Linked DNA regions of Mus musculus: region 1 is linked to region 2. A link is a contact called in public HiChIP or PLAC-seq data. All regions are on one chromosome and are shown on one strand. Each heading gives the region's core, a stretch centred on a gene start, on an enhancer-like site or on the middle of the called end of the contact. The rest is flanking DNA. Distances are from core to core; before and after follow the strand shown. Region 1 has its middle 27 kb from the start of Gm10494. Region 2 has its middle 18 kb from the start of Cdc42ep3.

Region 1 (4,568 bases), core at 1,666-4,165, 160 kb before region 2:
GCCAAAGCAAGCAGAAAAGCAGCCGGGGGGAGGGGGTGGGAAGGCAAGCTATTTCAGATTCTTTAAAAGCTCAGAATCTTAAGATATAAGATATGATAAATATAAGTAGCACAAACTTAATTATATTAGAAGAAGGAGAGGGAGAGGGAGTGGGGGAGGGGGAGGGGGAGAGGGGGAGCGGGAGAGGGAGAGGGAGAGAGGGAGGGGGAGAGGGAGGGAGAGAGGGGGGGGAGGGGAGAGGGGCGAGAGGGAGAGGGGGAGGGCAGAGGGAGGGGGAGAGGGGCAGGGGGAGAGGGAGGGAGAGAGATAGGAGAAGGGGAGAGGGAGGGGGAGAGGTGGAGGGAAGAGGGAGAGGGAGAGGGAGAGGGAGAGGGAGAGGGAGAGGGAGAGGGAGAGGGAGAGGGAGAGGGAGAGGGAGAGGGAGAGGGAGAGGGAGAGGGAGAGGGAGAGGGAGAGGGAGAGGGAGAGGGAGAGGGAGAGGGAGAGGGAGAGGGAGAGAGCATACAGCAGAAAGAGGTCTGACCTCAGGGAGGGTAGTAGAGGCTGGACATAGATAAGGAACAGCCTGACAAATAAGTTCACATCCTGATCAAGACTGTAAACTAAATGGCAGGAAATGTACTTAAGAAAAATATAGACACCGCCTGCTTGGCAGTGGCTGACATAGACCTAGCTGAGAAAGTTACATAAAACCGAGACCTGGAGGCTGAGAAGGTCCGAGAAGGGCGTGTTCTTTTTCCCCTGCAGGAAAGATTGTGGTTATGAGAGGAGTGGAATGAATAACTGACCATCTTCCTGGACAAGTTAAGTTTCTGACTGCTTCTCACTGCTGACAACTAACATTTCAAAGCTACTTCCTTAGCCTTCTTAACCCCCAAAGCCATGAGATTTGGCCACCCCATCTCACAAGAGGAATCTGATTATGATGTTAAGAAATTTGGCCAGGGAGGTACAGAAAATATAACTGACTTAGGTAAGAAATGAAGTGCAAGGAAGAATAAAATCCTTGCTGTGTTTCCTCTAAATATATTAGGCTAACTTTTTGGGTTTTATTTTATTTTTTATTTTATTTTATTTTTTGATTAGTGTTTAGTTTAGTGAAAACTTGAGACACAAACCCAAATGTATCTCAAAGCATCTCATCTATCCAGTTTGATCTGGTGCTTTGTTTTATGTTTCTGCCTTTTCTTCTCCTAGGCTCTGCCGCTGATGTTGGTACCTTGGCCTGGAGGTTAGGGAGAGGGGTTATCTGAGTTTTCCATTCTTGTTAACAGTGTCCATAGTCTGGTTTCAGTTTCCTGACCCATGTAGGATGTGATTGCTGCAGGTTCCAGAGAAAAGCTCTCGGTAGGTTCATGGAATGATGGAGTGTGTTTGTTTGTTTGGCTGGTAATGAAGTGGAGATTGAAGTAACATTTTCCATTCTCTCACATACATATCAAATCTCTTTACCTTGCTGGGTAGCTCTGGAACAGCCATATTTTAAAGGATCTAGCCCTGTTATTCTCTTTTGCTTTTACCAATCTAAGCTGAGAAAGCCCCCATCTTTGCTCTCATTGACTAGAAGAAGTTAGGCTGGATCCTCCTAGCCTACTTAATCTCCCATCTTCTTTAAGTTCTATTTCCTCACATTATGGAAAGACACAGCCACAAGTTCTTAAGACAAGAGGGTGAGGGAGCTGGTATGCACAAGAAATGGGTTCTTATTTATATAAAGGAGCTATGCTTTCCTCTAGACCAGTTGTTCTCAATCTTCTGAAGCTACAACCTTTAATACAGTTCCCTCATGTTGAGTTGACTCCCGCCCATTAAATTATTTCCATTGCTACTTTATAACTGTAATTTTGCCATTGTTATAAATCATAATGTAACTATCTGCTATGCAGGATATCTGATATCTGACCCCTGTGAAAGAATTGTTCAACTTTTGAAAGTGGTCACAACCCACAGGTTGAGAACTACTGCTCTAGGCTACTTAATAAAGGTGACAGGATCCACTGGCTTGCTTCCTCATAGAAACCCTGTGGCGGAGTATAATACTTTCAACCTTAGCTGAGAGATATCTGCCAAGGCTCACACTGGATTTCAGGGCTTTTGATCCATGCCTCATATTCTTGTATTCCAGAAATAATATGGCCTAGCATATATGTAGTCCTTGACTTCCTATAATGTTCCGTCTTACAGCAAGATAGCAGAGACTGACAAGGCACACCAGAGCAAAGCACCGAGTGAAGCCATCATGGCTGAGAACTGTGTCAGGCAGACTATATCCAGATTCCAACTCACATCAAGCAGAAAGTGGCAGCTTCTGTTGAGAGCAAGCTGATTTGGAGGATGGAAAGATGTAAAGACTGGACAGAGGGGCTACCACCAAAAGAAATGCGATTGTTATTCTCTTTCCAGTCAAGGACCCATCTGACAGTCTCCACACCCTTGCCACTAAGTATGTCTCTCCCGAGAACAGTTATTATCTACATCTGACGAATGCACTCAGATCCTTAACAATTTCTCTTTCACACTATTGAAGCCCCGGATTTCTGCCTCTGATGAGAGAAAGCTGTGGTATCCGAGCTGAGCATCACATGTCAGGGTGCGATGTGAGCATGGACCCACACAGTCATATTTCCTGGCATTCTCCCTGCACAGGGCTAGGAAATTCAGAGATGCACTCATGCCGTTTGAATCACAATGACTTTTTAAAACATGTATTCCTTGTGAACATTCCCTGATAATAGCTCAATAGGTTGCCAAGGGGAGACACTTTTTATGCGACACACTTTATACTCTCAAGATGCATGGAAAGAAGATTCTACATACATGTTAGATTTCGAGCCTGGCTCTTTAAGATGTGAGCCAACCTACGAGGCCAGATCCCACAGTCTGAATCAGACCACAACCCTCTGGCGATCCCTCTCTCAGACAGAGTTACAAAGCTGTTCTGTGCTGTGGTTCTTATAAGCCTGTAATTTATGGTTTTACCCAGCACCTGGCTCTTCTGTGTTCTTTGTCATACTGACTAGGTTGAACTAAGTCATGTGGTATGAAACTTCCCAACTTCCCCATCACCCCTTGAAATAATACAAAAGTTAGATACTTTCCTTTGTTTGGGGATTTCTCTGAAGGCTCCCTTTTAACCCTCCCCATCATCCTGTCATGGATGGATACTTCTTATCTTCTTACTGTAAACTATCCCTCTTATGAAGCTTCCCTCTAGATATTAAAGGAAAATGCCTCTTTCCCTTTAATATGCCATGCATGTCTCTGATATAATGTATTGTTCCCTTCTAATGGGCTCTCACCTCAAACCCTGATCACAGCCTTAAGGCTCTTTTCCCTAATAAAGCTCATGTTGAAGGAGCTGTTTGTGTCTGTCCCTTTTTCAAAAGAACTTATTGTCATCCCTCTTCCCAATCTGACAATATGTGGCAAGGTCTGTTTATAAATAATGTTAAAAATTAAGAGTCGGAAGACTGAGTTAATCCCTCAAGAGGGAAGAGGGAAGAGGAGGAGGAGGGAGAGGAGGAGGAGGAGGAAGAGAAGAAGGAGGAAGAGGAGGAGGAGGAAGAGAAGAAGGAGGAAGAGGAGGAGGAGGAAGAGGAAGAGAAGGAGGAGGAAGAGAAGGAGGAGAAGGGGAGGAAGAGGGAAGGAGACTAGCAGGGAACTATGATAAGTGTTTTGTATATGAGTAGGATTCGATCCTGTAACATATGTCAGCAATTTTCTACACAGATGGACTACAAAGAGCAAAAGTGTGGAGAGGGGAAGCCCAGAGTGCATATGTCACCAGCATGTGGTAGAATGTAGGATACACAAAGGGGCAAAAAGGCAGAAAAATAGTTGGAAAAATGCTGTGGGATTCCTTTGTTCTGTAGAGGAGGAGTCACAAGTGGGTTTGGAGTGATTCTTGTAGTGACACACACCTCCCTCGTATAGTTCCCAGTGTTTTTCTTTTGAGACAGGATCTGTCACAGATCTAGACCCTCACTGTTTGGCTATGCTGACTGGATAGCATGCTTTGGGGAACCACCTGTCTCAGGCATACACAACTGTGCCCCACTTTGCCCCCTTAGATTTTATTCAGTTTTATTTGTGTGTGGGGGTGGGGTGGGGTGGGGGGATGTGTGTGCAGTGTCCACAGAGGCCAAAAGAAGACTATGGGTACTTATGGAACTGGAACTAGAGATGAATGATAACCACCATGTTCTTTCTGGGAACCAAATATGGTCCCTCTGAAAGAGCAGCCAATGCTCTTAACCACTGAAGCCTCTCTCCAGCCTCCATGACTGATTTTTACGTGGGCTCTGTCAATTCAAACTCAAGTCCTTATGTTTTCAGATTAAATGCTTGTTAAGTCAAGCCATATCCCCAACCTCTCTTATAAAGTTATATGCATTTGGATGGAACAAATGTCCTTATTCTATCTTATTTTATCTTCTGATCCAGACAATGAAATCAGCCGTAGCTCCACATTTCTGTTTGAGCAATCAGAAGAAGGGATCCGCTATCATTAACTAAGACGGAGAAGACAGAGACTTGAGCATGATTAATTAGAAAATCCTCTTTAGACA
Region 2 (4,279 bases), core at 651-3,150:
CTACATGCCATCCCATAGGTATTGTCACCTTTTTCCCACCCACATGGCAGCTTTGTCTGAGTCTGGAGGTGCTAGATATTCTGTTCCAACAATTTGGAAAGATCCAGAAGAAATAAATTATTAACCAGAAGAAGCCTATCAAGTGACAAAAATCATAATACAGCACTGATTTCCTAAATCGTGATATGCTTTTTTTTTTCTGGCCCTATCTAGTTTTCAAAACCTTAATGGTTGATATTCAGAACAAATAGTATGGATTTAGACAAACCACAAACTATTTAGAGAAAGGAATCTTTCATTGAGGCCTGCCTCTGATATTTGTTAAATATGCATTTAATAAAGTCACTAAATTCCTCTGAGCCTAAAACTATTCTTTCTTATCTAGTTGTTAGATGCTTTAGTAAAGGATGGCCTCCAGGCAAAATAGGGGTAGCTGTACTTCTGGGCCAGGTAAGGACAGAAGTGACAAGAGAACCTAGGATAAGCAAATAAGGCATATGGAAACCAAGGCAATAGAAGAGCATCTAGATAGAGCCACATGTGTTCCCTTAGAAGACAGAAGCAAAATGGCCTCACCCATCCTTACGGCCTTAACAAAATTAAGTGAGAATCTAATAGTTCATAGAAATCTATTTCAAGACCAGAATATTATCTCAGGGAAAGAAAAAGCAATAAAATTGCAGGGTTATTCAGGAGTTTCGGGGAAGCCATGTTTTAGGAAATGAAAGATACAGAAAACACTTGGAAACACGGGCATCAAACTATAAGGATGCTACAGATTGGCTGAACTGAATTTCAAGACAAGGAATTCTAGTGATCTGGGCTGCTGGGATCCCATGTCTTATCACCAACAAATCTCAGAACACTGACGCTCACACATGGTCAAGGTGAGACAGATCCTAGAGTCTATACGGAGTCAACAGAAGCTGGGGTGAGTGTATAGGGGTGAGAGAGAGATCCCAGCTTCTCACTCACATGGGTGGGTCTCACTGGGGATCATACACAGGTTGGTGGTATCAACTTTAACTTTTGAAAGAAGATTGAAGTTCTGTAAGTTAAATCAATTGACCGGGCTCTGTGTTTGGTTGGGTGCTCATTCCCAGAGCAGATGAGAGTCTCTTGATTTCTCCTGCTCGCAGGTTCTTCTTACTTCTTGCTGGTTGCTCTGTAACGCTAACACCAGAGTACCCGAGACATAGGATAAATAGCAACCTATCAAGGGCTCACTGAGACTGGAGGAATGCAAGAAGAAATGGCTATACAAATGTTTTTCTGTGTACAAAGAAAAGGACAGTGGCTTGATTCTTGTACATTAACTTAGCAGACATCCTTAGTCTTCCACTCTCTGCATGTTGGAAGGCAGAGCGATATCTTCCAGGTGCCACATAAGTACCACGATGAAAAGATAAACAAGCATAAATGAACAGATGAGCAGCTGTCAGCCAAAAAAAAATTCAGAGTCTTTATCGACAGGAGTCTAAACAGTAAACAATAAAAGTATTAGACAAGGAGAGTTCACAGTACTAATACGTTAATAGTTGATTGACTTATCAGTCCTGATATCTGCCGCATTGTGCACTGAAGAAAGTATTATAGGACGGAAGTCAAGGTATTCCATTCCCAGCTGCATCTCTTTCTCACCCTCTTACTGATTATGTGAGGAATGTGACTAGGCAGGCCCCATCTACCCTTGAACTTTGCCAGACTCCAACCTGTATGTGACTCTCAGTGAGACCCACCCACATCAGGGAGAAGCTGGGATCCCTCTCTTCCCTTTAATGCTCCTTCCCAGAAACGGGTGCTTTCACATTTCCTAATTAGGTTATACTCTGTGTCTACGGGATTGGTGATGAAGGAGATGCTGAAGTGTAATCACAACTGATATTATTCATGTCTGTGGAATGTGCAGCCGAAGCTGCCTGCTAGCTCTGGCAGAAAACAATGGTATTGCTGACAAGCTGCCCTTTTATACTGCAGGTTTGGATCCCAACTGTTTCCTTGTGCTTCGTCATAGATGCAAAAGAGGTATCGTGAGAGATGAAACACACATGCTTTAAATTCCCATCTCTTGGATGTGTGTGGTTCATTATGTCTGATACAGACTGGTGTGAACTGTTAGAATGTCCAGAAATGGGGCCAAGTGAGACACCCTCTACACCTCCCTTGGGATGTTTGGTTGCCTAGAGGCCCAACTAACCACACAAATAATGATCTTAATCGTAGGTGTTCCGCCTGGTATTGTGCTGAGATATGATGAAGAAGATAGATACGGGTGCCTTCTGAAATGGCTTGCACATAGGTGAAATGAAAGGAGGGGGAAGATGGCTGCAGGTGCATCAGATGTTCACAATCATCCCTGACTACACAGCAAGCTTGACACACTGTCAACAGCAAAATTTTCATAGACCACAGTAACGAATAACAAAAAGCCAAAACAGCTGGGGCTTTAATGGTGGAATAAACAAAGTTTAATGACTCATCAGAGGAAGAAATGATTACCTCTAAAGGGAGGAGGGCTACCAAAGGATGGTGTAAGGGTGAGTAAGGACTTATGAAGATGGGTGTACATTCCAGAAGCTAATAGATGGGACAGGGCCACGAGTTGCACAGAACTGTAGTAGCACAGGGGAGGGGTAATAGCCCAGTGGGTGGGCCCTAAGATAGATGATTCTCCTGCTGCGATGCAAAGAACACTGCTATGTCAGATGGAGCACAGGAGGAAAGGCAGGGAAGGGGTCCTGAGGAGAGTGAAGAGAGTGAAAGAACACAGCAGTGTGGAATACCTTCCACCACTCCCTATGTGGAATGCCTCTGGTACTCACTATTTGGAACGTGGCAGGTGGGCAGATGAGGCTTGTAGAAGTAGGTAGGTCCAGGCCCAGGCAGAAGATAATTTGTAGCCTGCTAAATGCTACATATTTTATCCCAGTGGCTGGGAGAAGCCAGCTAAGCTACTCCCATCTATTCTACCTGATGACTAACCAAACCTTGGAAGACTATAAATGAAGGACGCAGATAGAACATTGTGAGAACTTTAGCCAAAGATGTAATTAGGTGTGACTGAGTGATAAATAGCTTCATATGCTCCCATAAGTTTTATTAAGTAGCAGAGGAAAGTTGAATAATTATATCTTCTCAGTATTATTAATCCCCAGTGATCACTCTCTCTTGTTTCATTGTTTATGTGAGACTATTTTCGCATCAGTGATCAGTTCCTTGAGGAAAGATCAGTGAGGCCCACGTTTAATTCATCTTTCTTTCTTTTTTTTGGAACTATTCTTCAAGATTTATTCGTATACAGAATAAATGTCCACTTGGTCCTAACAAATTGTATCAGCTTCTAATGTTAAAAAAAAAAACTTATGAACTCAAAAGACAAGTGTGATAAATACAGGTTGAAATGTTTTATAGTCTTTCTGTATGAAGCATTCAATTTTCACATGAGCCTCGCTAATGTTTCCTGAAATCAGTGTATCATAAGAAATACCTGTTGCATACAGTAGTCCCTATTCTTTGTATCCCTTTAAAACTTTTCAGAAGTCATTTCTTTATGTAATAAGCTAAGGGGATCTGAGGATACATGGGTAGAAATAGATCTTGGGCTGGCTAGGTTAAAGATTAAGTCATCTAAAGAGCTTTCTTCCATGTTAATTCATCTTTCTGTTGTTCACAGTTCCCAGCATAGCCCTTGGACATATCAACTATTCTGTAAGTATGAGGGAATAAATGGAAGACATTGAAGCCCTGTGTTTGGGTTGTAAATGCCAGCATTATACCAAGAGAAAGCCTTTTCCACCCCCGACCCTCCACCATGGTGCAGACGTTTACTTTGTCTATTTGTTGATGAGCTACGTGGAATCCACAAGAGACTTTCAGGGACACCCTGTTTCCTATCTCCTTGGAGAGAGTAAAGATATGACTCTATAACTTCCAGAAGATTCCCAAGTAAACTGCTAAACATTCAAAACAATCTGAACTCATGAGCCTGTCACCCAAAGAGCCATATGTTGGTCAATACTAGGCCAGGTGGAACAGGAGCCTCTTGTCAGAGAATCAAAATCTAGTCACCTAATACTGACAGGTAAGAGTCCAGGTTCACCAGCATTCGCTAAAGCAGAGGTTCTTGACCTTCCGAATGCTGCATTCCTTAATAAGGTTTCACATGTGGTGAGCCCCAACCATTAAATTATTCTCCTTCCTACTTCCTAACTGTAACTTTGCAACTGTTATTAATTGCAATGTAATTATTAGTGTTTTCTGAATGTCTTAAGTGACCCTT

The links. HiChIP or PLAC-seq counts read pairs in DNA pulled down with a chosen protein or histone mark.
Region 1: a CTCF HiChIP or PLAC-seq map of the NIH/3T3 cell line shows a contact between it and region 2, with 13 read pairs. The contact joins two enhancer-like sites. A contact is called at or near these places in 1 of 15 datasets of contacts at CTCF or cohesin (the NIH/3T3 cell line), 4 of 484 Hi-C or Micro-C datasets (the C2C12 cell line, common lymphoid progenitors, embryonic fibroblasts and 1 more), 1 of 115 datasets of contacts at active chromatin or transcription factors (embryonic fibroblasts) and 1 of 9 other capture datasets (embryonic stem cells).

Annotation. Positions count from the first base shown.
Region 1 is chr17:79,535,113-79,539,680 of GRCm38.p6, reverse strand. No RefSeq gene overlaps it. Among named protein-coding and RNA genes, the nearest start is that of Gm10494, 27 kb to the right of the region's middle. Within about 2 kb of position 2,915, at least 11 of the 459 cell types and tissues checked have an H3K27ac peak or open chromatin away from gene starts, as enhancers often do. A contact at or near this core is called in the C2C12 cell line and the NIH/3T3 cell line, where this site is marked.
Region 2 is chr17:79,370,767-79,375,045 of GRCm38.p6, reverse strand. No RefSeq gene overlaps it. Among named protein-coding and RNA genes, the nearest start is that of Cdc42ep3, 18 kb to the right of the region's middle. Within about 2 kb of position 1,900, at least 37 of the 459 cell types and tissues checked have an H3K27ac peak or open chromatin away from gene starts, as enhancers often do. A contact at or near this core is called in the C2C12 cell line and the NIH/3T3 cell line, where this site is marked.